5 separate regions of the Mus musculus genome follow, and all the other regions are linked to region 1. Evidence: chromatin contacts called from public Hi-C and promoter capture Hi-C data. All regions are on one chromosome and are shown on one strand. Each heading gives the region's core, a stretch centred on a gene start, on an enhancer-like site or on the middle of the called end of the contact. The rest is flanking DNA. Distances are from core to core; before and after follow the strand shown. Region 1 holds the start of Tmco4 (transmembrane and coiled-coil domains 4). Region 2 holds the start of Zfp46 (zinc finger protein 46). Region 3 holds the start of Kdm1a (lysine (K)-specific demethylase 1A). Region 4 holds the start of Fbxo42 (F-box protein 42). Region 5 holds the start of Atp13a2 (ATPase type 13A2).

What was found. Hi-C and Micro-C count contacts between places; a contact is called where the count stands out from the background. Capture Hi-C pulls out chosen DNA fragments and counts their contacts.
Region 2: a contact with region 1 is called in a promoter capture Hi-C map of adipose tissue, with 3 times the contacts expected there. The contact joins the promoter of Zfp46 here to the promoter of Tmco4 in region 1. A contact is called at or near these places in 1 of 39 promoter capture datasets (liver) and 2 of 9 other capture datasets (adipose tissue and liver).
Region 3: a Hi-C map of B cells shows a contact between it and region 1, with 5 read pairs. The contact joins the promoter of Kdm1a here to the promoter of Tmco4 in region 1. A contact is called at or near these places in 2 of 39 promoter capture datasets (liver and pre-B cells), 1 of 484 Hi-C or Micro-C datasets (B cells) and 1 of 115 datasets of contacts at active chromatin or transcription factors (embryonic stem cells).
Region 4: a contact with region 1 is called in a promoter capture Hi-C map of adipose tissue, with 3 times the contacts expected there. The contact joins the promoter of Fbxo42 here to the promoter of Tmco4 in region 1. A contact is called at or near these places in 3 of 39 promoter capture datasets (liver and pre-B cells) and 1 of 9 other capture datasets (adipose tissue).
Region 5: a contact with region 1 is called in a Hi-C map of B cells, with 6 read pairs. The contact joins the promoter of Atp13a2 here to the promoter of Tmco4 in region 1. A contact is called at or near these places in 1 of 484 Hi-C or Micro-C datasets (B cells) and 1 of 115 datasets of contacts at active chromatin or transcription factors (embryonic stem cells).

The regions. Positions count from the first base shown.
Region 1 is chr4:138,971,553-138,974,230 of GRCm38.p6, forward strand. Tmco4 (transmembrane and coiled-coil domains 4) reads left to right here and starts at 1,353. Exons shown (of 17, transcript NM_029857.3): 1 at 1,353-1,735.
Region 2 is chr4:136,284,738-136,287,415 of GRCm38.p6, forward strand. It overlaps Zfp46 (zinc finger protein 46), which reads left to right and starts at 1,330. Exons shown (of 3, transcript NM_009557.4): 1 at 1,330-1,744; 2 at 2,335-2,578. The coding sequence starts at 2,473.
Region 3 is chr4:136,601,341-136,604,018 of GRCm38.p6, forward strand. Kdm1a (lysine (K)-specific demethylase 1A) reads right to left here and starts at 1,383. Exons shown (of 20, transcript NM_001347221.1): 1 at 892-1,383. The coding sequence starts at 1,245.
Region 4 is chr4:141,146,612-141,149,289 of GRCm38.p6, forward strand. It overlaps Fbxo42 (F-box protein 42), which reads left to right and starts at 1,311. Exons shown (of 10, transcript NM_172518.3): 1 at 1,311-1,568.
Region 5 is chr4:140,985,622-140,988,299 of GRCm38.p6, forward strand. Atp13a2 (ATPase type 13A2) reads left to right here and starts at 1,300. Exons shown (of 29, transcript NM_029097.3): 1 at 1,300-1,455. The coding sequence starts at 1,446.

The DNA of each region.
Region 1 (2,678 bases), core at 103-2,602:
AGAGTCCTCAGCAAAAATCCATGTGACCTTTGCCTTACTTTCCAATCTTAACACTGATACATTGGACAAGATTTTTTTAAAAAATCAATATTGATATGTGGCTATGGACTAAAAGCAGAGGAGTCACTCGCAGTGTTCTCCCTGCGTCTTTACTGTCCCCAAACCCCACCTAAGCGATCACTTTGTTTTGAGTATGTCTTCTTTTCTAAAACTATTTTCCATATTGATTTTCTTTATCCATTGTGATTCTGTTTTCCATTAGAGAATGACCGTTTTTTTTTAACTTTCAGAGTTACATTTATTTTTTTTTAATATCAAGAACTTACTAAAATCAACTTATGCTGAAATTAAAAAAAAAAAAAAAACGGCAGCTGTCTCACATCTGAAAGGCTAAGGTAGTTAGTTGCTCAGGCTGAGGCTGGCTACTTCAGCTCAGGACCGCTTCTTAATCGGTGGCCTCTGGTCACTCCAATCCTCCATTCCTCATAGACAACAATAGGATCTTTTAAAATTCCATGATATTTGCGGGGGGCGGGGGGAGCGTGCCACCTTGGTATGGTTATTTCCCCAACTTAGTGATGCCCAGAATCTCAGCTAGAATCCTTCAACCCTCCACAACTGTCCTTTTTTGACCTACAATAACCTCCTAGCTCTTCTAGGTCCTGATTGGCCGATAGAGAGATCAGGTGATGGAGGCCCTCTAGCGTTCCAGTCGGATCCTGAGTCATAAGGCTCCCTGCTGGAATGCCGCACGTCTCATCTGTCCGCTCGAGAACTTTTTCCATTTCCAACTCCAGCCTATCTTCTCCAGGGGAAAGAGCAACGACGTCAGAGGTCATGGTGACTCAGATTCCAGCCCTGACCAGGATGGCCACCTACTTCCTCACCTGTAGATTAGGTGTGATGAAATTTCACAGGTTGCCTGGGCAACCAAGAGCCGGCTCCCAAATGAGGAGAGCGGAGGATGAGGCATGGGAGACAACCCCCCCTTCCATTCTTGGGGTCTTTAAGTTCTAGTGTGGGATACCCAGATTATAAATTGGCAAACAGGAAAACAATCAACTTCAGTGTTAAATACTACGATTAAAATATGGGCCCGAAGGCCTGGTGTGCTAATCCATAACCTTGCTGGCACGTAGTAGGTGCTCAGCAAATACTTGTTCAAAGACTAGAGCTGAGTGGGTGGCTAGTCTAACAGGAATGGAACCCCAAAACGGAGGCCCGTGGGACGGAAGAGCCACGGGTGCAACGACTGGCGAGCATTAGAGAAAGTGAAAGAACGATCAGAAGGCGTGGGTGTTGCAAATTTCACCGAGCAGTGTGCACAGGAGGGGGAGGCACCTTCTGGGACAGGCTCTTTTCAAGTGTGGCGGCAAAATTTGGAAGCTTCCCCTTCAAGTGTCTGCTCGAACTCCCCTCATGCCAGCCCAGCCCCTGGTGAGCACTCTCTGCAGACCCCTCCTGTGCCCCGCGCTCTCGCTTCCTGGGGAGCGGGAGACACAGAAGTGCGGGTCCCGTCCCAAGGCCAGCACCCGGGCGATGGCTTTGGTGGCTTAGGTGGCGGTGCGCCCGGCCCAGCCCGGAAGGCCCGGGCCCTAGGGCTGCGCAGGCGGGACCGGCCCGGGCCGGTGTGGGGCGGCTGGGCCAGGGAGAGAACAGGCGGGGAGCGCCAGGGCGGGAGCTGCGGGGCTGCCAGAAGTTCTGCCGTCGTCCCATCCGTCGCTGCCGCCTCCAGGTAAGCCCGCGGGGAGCCCCGATCGTCCCCACGCCGCCTCCACTGCGCTTCCGAACCCGGAAGTGCTCTCGGGACTCCTGAGTAGCTGGAGGGGAAACTGATGCCAACGAGCATGCCAGCGGCCCCCGCCTGCCAGCACAGCCCAGGGCACCGGTCGCTGGGTTTGAAGGGAAGAAAGGACCTTGCTCAAGGTCACGCAGGGTCACTGGACGCCCCCTGCGTACTGGGAGCTCCAGGCACCCACTCCCACCCTCTGTGTCTCCAGACTCAGTTCCCCGAGGCCTGGGAAGCCCTAGAGTCCCGGAAAGGCCCGGCCCCTTCCTGCTGTGACGGGGGCGTGGCTTCTCGCCCCGCTGCGGGTTTTTACAGAGTAGGGGACATTTCACATTACAGGTTTTTACATCCGGGAAAACTGAGTCTGGGAACAATGGGATGATTTTGGCCAGGACCAGGCAGTCAGAGCAAAGAGGTTAACTAGGGTGAGCTGACTTCAGAGTTTGACCCAGTGTTAGGTTCAAAACTGGCCTCCATGATGTCCTTGTCCTTGCCAGGGGTGACCCAGAGTAGAAGCTGGGGCTGGCTAAATCTGCAGGTTTGATCCTGAGGCCACTGCTGCCTTCAAGTAGGAGGGAACACACCCCTGTAGGGCTTCCCAGGACGCCACTCACGGGGTATATTTATTGAGCACCTACTATGTGTCATCGTGTAGGCTCTGAAGACACAGTAGTGAAGACTCCTCAGGGTGAATCAGCTAGGCAGAAAGACAAGGCCACCAAAATCCCCAATTACCCAGTATGTTTGAGAAGTCAGGAAGGAACCCAGGGCCCCATCCTCCTAGTTAGAACCCTACCAAACCGCCTGAACCTCTGGGCATCACCGAAGATGCTGCTTCCAGCCTCAGTTTCCCACTCCCCTGGACTTAAAAGATGCCCTCAAGGAACTT
Region 2 (2,678 bases), core at 80-2,579, 2.7 Mb before region 1:
CGCCTTCCATTGTCTAATTCCTTCATCCCCGCTAGGGAAAGGAAAGGCTACAAGTCCTTCCATTTGGAGGATTCTGAGTGAATGCAGCATAGCCAACGCTGATGTTTCTTGGCCAGCTGTTGTGGCCTCGGAGATCTGTTTATGAGATTGTTGTTTCCCGGAGCTATAGAACAGTCTCTGCAGTCTTGAAGCTTTGTGCTCATCCTACAACCAAACCCTGCCCTTTGCCTGTTAATCCATGGATTCGGATTTCTATTCATGGCCCTGAGATCTCTGGAATCTGCTGGTGATATCTAGAACCTTTCTGAACGTCAGGCCTCTTTAGATCTCTGAGGAGCCAGCGACCACAGACCAGGAGGTAAGCCTGTCCGTTCTGTCCTAATCTGGTTTTGTGATTTCTTTGAAACAGAGACTACTAGCATCCTTAGGACTCCAGGTTGTCGCAGGCCTAAGGTTTTCATGATGTTGGGAGGTCTCCAAGATTCCTTTCAGCAGAGACACCCTCAAGAGTACCAAGTCCCTGAGTCTCCCACTCCAGGGCCAGCTATTTCCCTACACACCCTACCCCACCCCCCCGCTTCTGATTTCAATGTTTTGGCGACTTAGATGGGTGCACTTGAGCTCCGTCTCTATAAAAGAGCTCGAGACGCTCCCTACAGGGTTAACGTTGGAACACCCTGGGCCGGGCCGCGGACAGCACTCCAGCACCGGACAGGGGACGCGAGGCCTCGTGGGATATGTAGTCTGGGGTGGGTTGTGACTGCCGGAAGGCCTACTGGGAGTTGTAGTTCTCAGTATCCAGAAAGCGAGAGCTTCAGGCGGTGTTGGGAGTCCGTGGGCGGGGCCCAAAGTTCCATCCCGGCCAGGGAGTCTCCCAAGGGAGGGAAAAGAAGCCTTTTCCCGCTCTGGCCTGGGCTGTCAAATGAGGGGTGATCTCAGCTGAGGTCAGCCCGAGCTTCCACACTCAATCTAACCTCGCGGATAATATATGACTCAAAGATGGTCGTAGGGCCATGAGAAAAAAAAAAAAACACAGACGCTTCCTTTGCTGAGTCGTGCTGTGGTTTCCGAGAAAAAAGTATGTGTGGGGGTATTCTCACTGGTCTTGAAGGTCGCGGTCCTGTCTCTTCCCTTTTGTTCTTTTCCCTCCCCTGCTCTTGGCTGCTAAGTGGCCTTTGTACGCCAGAGTGAAACTCCAAGTCCCGTCAGGCCGCGAGGTGCGCGCACGCGTGATGGAGCTACCCGGCCACGCCGCAGGAGGAGGGCTGATGGTTTGGCTTCTGATTGGTCAGATATTTTACGATTTCTTTTCGCTGATTGGCTGGGATTGCTGCCGGAAAGGTCCCAGCCCGGAGATGGCAGAGCAGAGGCGTTCTATGGGCTGGGTTGAAAGCCTCCTCCCTTGAATTGCATCGGCCTGACCCCCCAGCCTAGGGGGCACCCAGCCAGTGCCTGCCCTCTCCTACCCTAACGTTGCACGTACTCGATATTAACCGAGACACGGAGAGTGGGTGACTCTTCGGGAGTCAGAGAGGAGAGTGACCAGTCCTGGGCCTTCCCCTCATACCCTGCGACCAGAACTCCAGCCCTAGGGAGTAGTGGGCAGGGCCTCTTGCCGCGCCTCACGTCCTGCTTTTCGCCTCCTTCAACGTTGTCTGCTAGCTGGTTTTCCTGCTCTCTCTCTCCCAGGAGACGAACGCTTGAGCCCGAGATGGCAGCCACCCTGCTCATGTCTGGGACTCAGGTAAGCCCCGAGGGCTCTGCTTACCCATCTTGCCCGGTGTTTCCCCGTCTGCAAACCCCTATAGGAAATTCCCTGGGATAAGCTCATTTTGCTATTCTGCTTAGTATACGGGCTTCGAGTTGGCTAATATAACCATATACAAGCATATATAGAACACCCACTGTAAGACTAAATACTGAGGAGAATAAAACCAAACAAGATGGGTGGTACCCTTCTTGCCAACAATCTGTAGGGAGAACGGTGTGTCCGGTTAACCTGGATGCGATATGGTAAGTATTCTGTTGGCCTGAGCAAGGACGTATTGTGGTGTGGGAAATAGTAAGTCGAGGAGTGGTTAATTCTAGATGTGGTGTCCAAGGATGGAGCGAAGAGTGATAAAGGGTGGGGAGAAACAGAACAGCAGTTGGCTCTAGAACTGGGCCATAAAGACGAGAATTTCACTGGTCTAAGAAAAGGAGAGCCTTGTATGTAAGGGTCCAAAGTGGGCAGGGACGGCCTGAGCGGGAAGCTAGTAGATTGCCCCTGTCTTTTGACCACATGTCTTTTTTTCTTCTTTCTTTATTATTTTTTTTTTCCTTCGGACTCTACAGATGAGACTTAATGCCACTGCCTTCTCGACATTTCTAACCATGTCTCTAATTTCAAGAAGAAAAGCTGGTTCTAAACTCCTAGATACCAAGTAGTGAGGAAGCGTTGTGTGATTTCAGGCCCCTGTGACATTTGAAGATATGGCCATGTACCTCACTCGGGAAGAATGGAGACCTCTGGATCCTACACAGAGAGATCTTTACAGGGATGTGATGCAGGAGAATTACGGAAATGTTGTCTCACTGGGTGAGTGAGGACTTTTATCTTGTCTTACCTCTTAGGGGTTTTGAAACTGTCAGAACGGCTTAGGTCTTTTCGATACAGCCTTGTTTGTTGTTAAGGAAAA
Region 3 (2,678 bases), core at 133-2,632, 2.4 Mb before region 1:
TGTATTTCCAATTTCCCCATCAGATTAAGCATCTCTGGTTAAGGCTAATACTGTGCAATAAAGCCACACCAATGCTTAGCAAGGTTACTGACCCAGAGGGTTGTTTGTTTGTTTGTTTGTTTGTTTCAATATCGAATTACACCTTGTCAAAACACCAAACTCTGAAACTGCAAACCTCTTTTTACTCATTCTTAAAATGAAGCTAACAATACCAGTCCAGTGGTGTTTGGGAAAACGAAAAACGCTGGCCCTGTGCCAAATGCACCATCTGGCATACTGGGGTGTGAGACAGAGGTTATCTGTGGATAGTGTTGGATTTGATGCCAAATCTTTATCTTTATATTCGCCCCGTGTCCAACTGGTATTCTTCATTCGCTTCCACAATTTGAAAAAGTCTACCCGGGCCCCAAGAAAGCGCTGGCCTCCAGGCCTGACAACCTCAGTTCGATTCCTTAGCATGGCGGAAAGACAGGAAGGACTCAGGCGAGCTATCCTATGACCCCAACTCGCACACGCACAATAAACGATTGGTTTTTGTATATTTTATTATTTTATCTTTAAAAAAAAGAAAGAAAGAAATAAGAGTCTACGCGTACCTGGCGTACAGCAAGACCTTTCAAAAACAAAGAAAAAGTCTCTTTCTTTTCATGCAGCTTGACTCTTAGAGCATCACACCCATCTCCCCGGTGTACACAACCCAGAAGCCGTCCGCCGTCCGCACACATCAGACACACAGGTAGACAAACGCGTCGGGAAGCCATCTTTCCCAGTCAGACCATCAGGGTCACACCCTCCAGCGCCCGATACACCGGGTCCCCGCACAAAGGCCGGGCCTCCCCTCCCCCGGCCCCACTCCGGTCCCCGGGACCAGCGGTTCGATCACGGCCTCACCTTGGCCCGCTTGCGCCGGCTGGTCCGTCGGCCCTCCGGGGTCTCGGCTATTCCGGTCTCCATGGGCGTCGCGGAGCCGGGCCCGGCTGTGGGCCCCGCCTGGGGCCCAGCAGACCCCGGCGGCTCGGCTAGGCCCCCGGGCGGCGAGGCCCGCGGAGGCTCCTTCTTTCGGGGAGTGCGCTCGCCCGCCGCCCCCGTAGCCATGTCGGTGGGGCCCGTCAGGCCCGCGGGCGGCGCGGCCACCTCAGAGCCGTTCTCGGCACCGCCCGCCGCCCCGGACCCGGCCTCGGTCCCAGCAGCCGCCGCCGCCGCCGCTGCCGCTGCCGCCGCCGCCGCCTTCTTCCCAGACAACATCTCGGGCCGCCTGGCCGCCGCGGGCCGCAGGGGCCGATCGGTCTGCCGCTCCGTGGGTCCGCAGCCGCCTCGCGCCTCTCCGCCCCGCACCTCTCACGCTCCGTGCGAAGCCAAACACCCCCGCGTGCGCACGCGCCCTGCGCGCTCCCGCCGCACCAGGACAAAAAAGCAGCCGCTTGTCCCCGGCTCAAGACCAGAGAGCGACGTCCTGGAGGCTAGAGCGGCGCCGCAGCTCCGATCGCGAGGCTGACCTAGAGCGCCCCCTGCGATTGGGAGTGCGACCCAGCATATCCGCCTGACTTCGGGTTCTGAGCCCGACCGTTTTCATCAAGGACTCTCAATATTCACCCCATACACTAGTCACTTCAACTAATAACATTCACTCTCCCTGCAGGACAAGGGGTGGATTATGGAATTCCGGCTTTCAGAGGGCTTACTACCTAATTGAGACAGGGGAACACTCTGAAGTACAACTTAATTAATGATCACTTAATTATCCTGTGCTCTGTAACTCAACCTTTAGAGCACTGGCCCAGAATGTATATGGCCCCGAGTTATCCCTAGAGCTAGGGAAACTAGCTTCATAATGGCCCTGCTTGGACTGTGGGGAAATAAAGAGTGCACGAATTTCCACGGTAATAAAATAGAGAGAAATGAGGAATTTCTGGTTTGAGTCAAAGTGGACTCGCTCTTGCCTCCAAGCCGTGTTTATTTTCTTTCTTGAGGCTGCACATGCTCGCCACCATGCCTCCTCCTCCATGCCTCTCATCTCCAGGCGCATAACACTTCTTCAACCTAGGTCAGTTCTTTCTTTTCTTTTTTTCTTTTTTGGGGAGGGGGGTGGGGGATTGGTTTTTCCGAGACAGGGTTTCTCTGTATAGCCCAGCCTGTCCTGGAACTCACTTTGTAGGCCAGACTGGCCTCTAACTCAGAAATCCACCTGCCTCTGCCTCTGCCTCCCAAGTGCTGAGATTAAAGGCATGTGCCACCACTGCCCGGCTTGGTCAGTTCTTTCTAATGTTGTGAATGTGGGTGTTTTATTCATGAGATGTTGAGATGTATAGGATGTTGGGGGGCTATGAGATATTCACCAGAGAAGAATGCAGGCATGGGTTTAAGCCAATAGAAAGTATTTACTTGGGGCCTGGGGAGATGGGGGGCTGGAGAGATGGCTCAGTGGTTAAGAGAAGTGACTGCTCTTTCAGAGGTCCTGAGTTCAATTCCCAGCAACTACATGGTGGCTCACAACCATCTGTAATGGGATCTGATGCCCTCTTCCGGTGTGTCTGAAGACAGCTACAGTGTACTTAGAAATAATAAATAAAACTTTTTTAAAAGCTTCAGTTAGCCAGAAGCAGAACTACAGAAGCCAAAAAGCAAGGTCAGTCCATTTCCCAAAACTACGGACTTAAATGGATTAAGCCTTTGTTTTA
Region 4 (2,678 bases), core at 61-2,560, 2.2 Mb after region 1:
CTAGCACCCACATGGCGGTGGTAGGGTCACAACTGCCTATAATTCCAGTTCCAGGGGATCTGACACCCTCTACTAGCCTCTAAGGGCACCCACACACGTGGTGCACAAGATATGCTCAGGCACACGCAATATTTACTGTATGTATGTTCACAAGTGTCATTGTTTGAGAATGAAGATCAGGGTGGAAACTGTGGGAGTTGGCATTGGTTTTCTCCCTCCATCATGTAGGTTCTAGGCATTGAACTCGGGTCTTCAAGCTTGGGGGAAGCACCCTTACCTGCTGAGCCATTTTGCAAGCCAAGACTTCTTTCTCTTTTTCTTTGAGACAGGGTCTCATTATGTAGACCATGCTGGCCTTGAACTCAGAAATCTACTTACCTCTGCTTCCCAAGTGCTGGGATTAATAGTCAACCACCATGCCAGGGCAATGGAATTTCTTAGTTTCTCACTTACTGCGTGCCAGAGTTTTTTCTAATGTTTATATGAGGAACATAAATGTTTTTTTTAGATTGAGGTTCCTCAAAGTAGATTCAAACTCCTGGATCAAGCAATTCTCGCCCTTAAACCTCCTGCATAACTGGACTTAAAGGAGTGTCACCAAGCCTCGTGGTACTTTTGACCTAGTACCACGTCTCACGGGCTATACAAGCCTAGGTCTACTTTATCCCAGGGCTATTCGCTTGATGTCTCAGAATGCTCCAATTGCACAAGAGCTTGAGCTCTCTATGTCTGGCATTTCCTTAAACCACATCTGCAGGGATGGGTTCTAGAAGGTTCTCACCTACACACAGCTTTCTTGAAGTGAGACTCTTTTGTGGGAGCGGGACCCCACTCCTCGGTGATGGCCACACTGGGAAGCACAGAGAAACACACAGGCTTGTTTCCTCCCAGGCTCCGCTCTACACCGGGAGTTTTGAGACTGGGTTTCCTCTTTTTTTTTTTTTTTTTTAAAGTTGGTAGCAACATAGCTGCTGCTACAGTTTCCAGAGGCTCCAACGCCGGGAGCTTCCTCTCCCTGGGGATATCTAAAAGGCACTTCCGTTCCCCATTGCCCTTTCTCTACGCTCAACCCGTGGGTACCTGGGGGCACAAGTGCCTTAATCTAAGTCTGCACTATCAAACAATCGGAAAAACAGCTCAGATACCAGCGCTCAGCCGCGCCGATCCTGATAAGAGTCCTAGAAAGCTCCGCGCCCTCGGCCCTTCTCAATATGGCGCCGCCCAGCGGCCGCCGCGCGGAAGGCCGGTCACGCTGACGTGTGTGCGCGCGCGCGCGCTTCCTCCGCGCCCCGCCTCAGCGCATGCGCACTGCGCGCTGTCGTCTCCCGGTCTGAGCAGCAGCGGCGGTGGCATCAGGGACGGCGGCGGCGGCGGTGGTAGCCGCGGCGGCGTTTGAGTGGAGGAAGATGGCGGCTCCGGGCGACCCCGGGTTCCGCCAGCGGTGAAGATCCCCCGAGCACAGCAAGCACCGGCCTGAGGCAGAGCGGCTGTGCTCTGGCCCCGGCCCTGGCTCCTTCGCCACCGTCGCCGGAGACGCGAAACCGAGAGCGCGGAGCGGTCTGGGCCAGGTGAGGCCTCTCCCGGTGCGGGGCCGCGGCCAGGCGCCGACGCCTCTTGCGCTTCATGCCCGGGGACCCCGGGGCACCCCGAGTCCGGCGCGGGCCCCGTGTCCTGCGCGGGCGTGGGTCTTGGCGGGCCTGGGGTCTTGCTGTCGTCATCCTCGGCTTCCCAGGCTAAGGTGGGGACGTGCGCCCCTTTGCAGCCAGCTCTCGGGATGGGCGCAGACCTGTGCCCTCTCCTCAGCAGGGTGGTCCGGGTCCTCCTCCAGGCCGGGAAAGGATGCGCGGTCAGGGGGTGGAGAATGGCTTTCGGGGTGTCATGGAGCCTCACCCCGCCCCCTGAAACCCTGAAGTCCTCGGTGAAGAGCGGGAGCCCGCTTGCTGCCCTCCTGAATTGGGGCTGCGGCGAGGGGGCCGGCGGGCGTCTCAGAAGCTGCAGCTGCCCAAGAGATGATTTTTTTGGGGAATCGGCTGACGAAATAAAACACAAGCAGTTCCTTCCCTGACCCCTAGCCGTCTGAGTGTTCTCTTAGTGGGAACTGCAGCTCTCCTGGCTGGAGACAGCAGTCCACGTTGTGACTGAAGAAGGCTTGCCCCGGTGAGAATTGTCCGTGGAGGGTGGCAACGAGTTTGTAAATCAAGAAAACCACAATTAGGTGAGAGAGCCTGGTAGCTTCAGCTGAGAAAACTTGAGATGCTGGAGTTGGTTGGAAACCTTTGGAATAAGCCGGTTGCTTTGTCTGTTGGATCCTCGGAGTTTTAGTAGGAAAAGCCATGTTTCGTTTCTCAGTTGCCAAAGCGTTTGGACTTTACAGTGGCAGCGTTCCGATGGATCTAAGATACAGAACCAGACAGACACATTACTGGGTTTCACTTGCCGGAGGCAACACTCGATTATTTTTGTTATTTATTTATTTTTCTCGGAACTTTTTTGTTGTTGTTTAAGTGGTAGTAATTGAGAGTCTTTAGTTTCATTTCTTTAGGGTAGAGAAGATGTTTGATGCCGGGTGGCCTTTTCATGGAGCAAGAATGGCTTCACATGGATTTGTGCTGTTGTGAATTGTCGGGGCCATCTCTTTTGCTTGGACACACCAAACGTCTTTTGTAACACATCGGGTT
Region 5 (2,678 bases), core at 50-2,549, 2.0 Mb after region 1:
CCAGCCTGGTCTACAAAGTGAGTTCCAGGACAGCCAAGAAGATACAGAGAAACCCTGTATCGAAAAACCAAAAAAAAAAAAAAAAAAAGAGCATGAGTGGCTCTTCCAAAGATCCTGGGTTCAATTCCCAGCACCCACATGGCAGCTCATAGCTGCCTGTAACGCCAGTTCCAGAGGATCCAACACCCTCACACAGACACGCATGCAGTCAAACACCAAGGCACGTGAAAAGAAATAAAATTTAAAAAAAAAAAATAGGTCCAAACCCAGTAATATGGCTCAGGGGGTAAAGGTGTTTGCTGGGGACTTAAGGTCAATTCCTAGGCACCCACAGAAAGAATATGACTGACTCTTGAAGACTGTTCTCTGATGTGCTATTGTGCATACATGCACCACCACCACCACCACACACACACACACACACACACACACACACACACACACACACACACACACACACACAATTAGAATTAATAGTGCTGTTTTGTTTTGTTTTGAAGAAAAGGAGACCCAGGGAGGTTAGCTTACACATCTACAGTCACACAGCCTGGAAGAGACAGGGGCAGGCTTGAACCTGCACGCGTAAGGTGCAGTGCTGAGGGGTGCGCCTGAGGCTGTGGTCGCGGACAGGACACTTTCTCCTCTTCCACCTCTGTCTCCCAGTATGGCCCCCCTGTTTGTCTGCCAGCAGCCTATCCGTGTGCCTGTCTTTTTGTCTGTCCTGTCTCCCAGCATATCGGTTTTCCGTTTGTCTGTTCTGTCTGGAGACTGTCCCACCTGTGTCTTCCAACCTCTCCCTCCCACTCTGCCTGCCTATTTGATGTTTGTCTGTCCGCCTGTTTCCTGTATTATTGTTGTTCTATATGGAGGCTGTTCCAATGGGGTGTCCCAACGTTCCTTTCTGTTTGTTTGTCTGTCACCTCTCTACCTCTTTGTCTGTTGTCTGCCTGGTGCCCCCCCCCCCGCCCCTTTCTGTCAAGCCGGTCCACTTGTGTCTTCCCAGCATCGCCCTCTGTCTGCCTGTATGTCTGCCTACCTGTCTCGCAGCCTGTCCTTTTCCGTCTATCTCTTTTGTCTGGGGACTGTCCCGTCCACATTCCCTTGCTTCCCATCTCTTCCCTCCTCTCCCCATCCCCCGACTCGCGCCTCCACCCACGCTGCCCACAGCATCAAGATCTCAGCGAGCTCCGGACAGAGGCCAGACTGGGAACTACAAGTCCCGGCAGCCCGCGCGGCAGCGACGGACGCAGGCGCCGTGGAGGGGCGGGGCTTGACGGCCGCAGACTGCGGCACAGTTCCAGTCGCCGTCGCGTCTTGCAGGTGCTGCCCAGCCCGGCCCCTCCGCGGATCGCCGCAACCGGCGCCCCCCGACCGTGCCCCGGGGCCTCGCACGCCGAGCCCAGGCCGCGGGCCACAGCGGCCGGCGATGAGCGCGAGGAGCCGAAATGAGCGCAGGTGAGCGGCGGCCCGGCCCTCCCTTCGGGTCTCATCCCCAGGCCCCCAGAGACAGATTTAGGTTGCCGCTGCGCTCACCCTAGGGCCGGGGGTTCCTGCCCTCCCCATCCCCTCTGAATGCATTCGACCCTGAGTGACAGGTCCCAGTGATGGACGCGGTGCACCGCCGTGGGTCCTCTGTGCAGCACCCATATGTGCTACATGAACAGGATTAGGGAAGCCAGCTCTCTGCCGAGGCACAAATGCACTCCTGACCTACACAGAAAGCTTGCCAGTGGCCACATCCAAGGACCATATCCTGCATGCCCCCCCCCCATGCCAGAATGAGTGTCTTAGGCTGAAACCAAAATCCCACCAGATGCAGATGGTCTGCTAACCTCCGGGTGCTAGCATGTCTCTGTCTAGCCCAGTCCCCAACTTCCATCCGACAGTGTCTTAGGTGAGGAATGGAAAACAATAGGGGGCTACAATTCAACTTGTGATAAGAACAACGTCTTCCCCTTATGCACCAGACCCCTGACTCTGCACTTGAGCAAAGTCTCTAGCGTCTAGCATAGCACCTAGAATCTACATAAAGACCTCCTAGGCGCACACCCTCCCAGCTTGAGGGAAGCCATGAGCTCATGGCCATGGGGGAGCCACCAGAAGTAGATGCTGGTGCCCTGGGCCACTGATAGATTAGCAGCCGGAAGCTGGGTCTTCCGCAGGAAATAAGAGGTTCCCAAATGGCTTTGACTCCCACCCCTCAGCTCTACGGTGCTGGTGTGGCTGCCCCAGGGCTGGGAACTGGGCTCAAGCCTCGTCTCTGCCATGCGTGTCTTTATGTTGGTCTTTCATTCTTGGCCTGCCTTTTCTTGGGCTTTGTGTTTGGGTTTCTGGCTGAGTGCTGAGAAGGGTGTCAAACCTGGACCTTTTGCTCTACTGGAGCTATATTGTAATTTTGTTGTTGTTGTTGTTGTTGTTGTTTTGTTTTTTGAGATAGGGTTTCTCTCTGTAGCCCTGGCTGTTCTGGAACTCACTTTGTAGACCAGGCTGGCCTCGAACTCAGAAATCCGCCTGCCTCTGCCTCCCCAGTGCTGGGATTAAAGGCATGTGCCACCACACCCGGTGCAATCTTTGCATTATATTATTTAATCTTTTAAAGATTTGTTTTTAAAATGTTTGTGTGTGTATGTGTGTGTGTGGCTTTGAGGGGATTACAGAAGGTTGTGAATGCTGAAAAG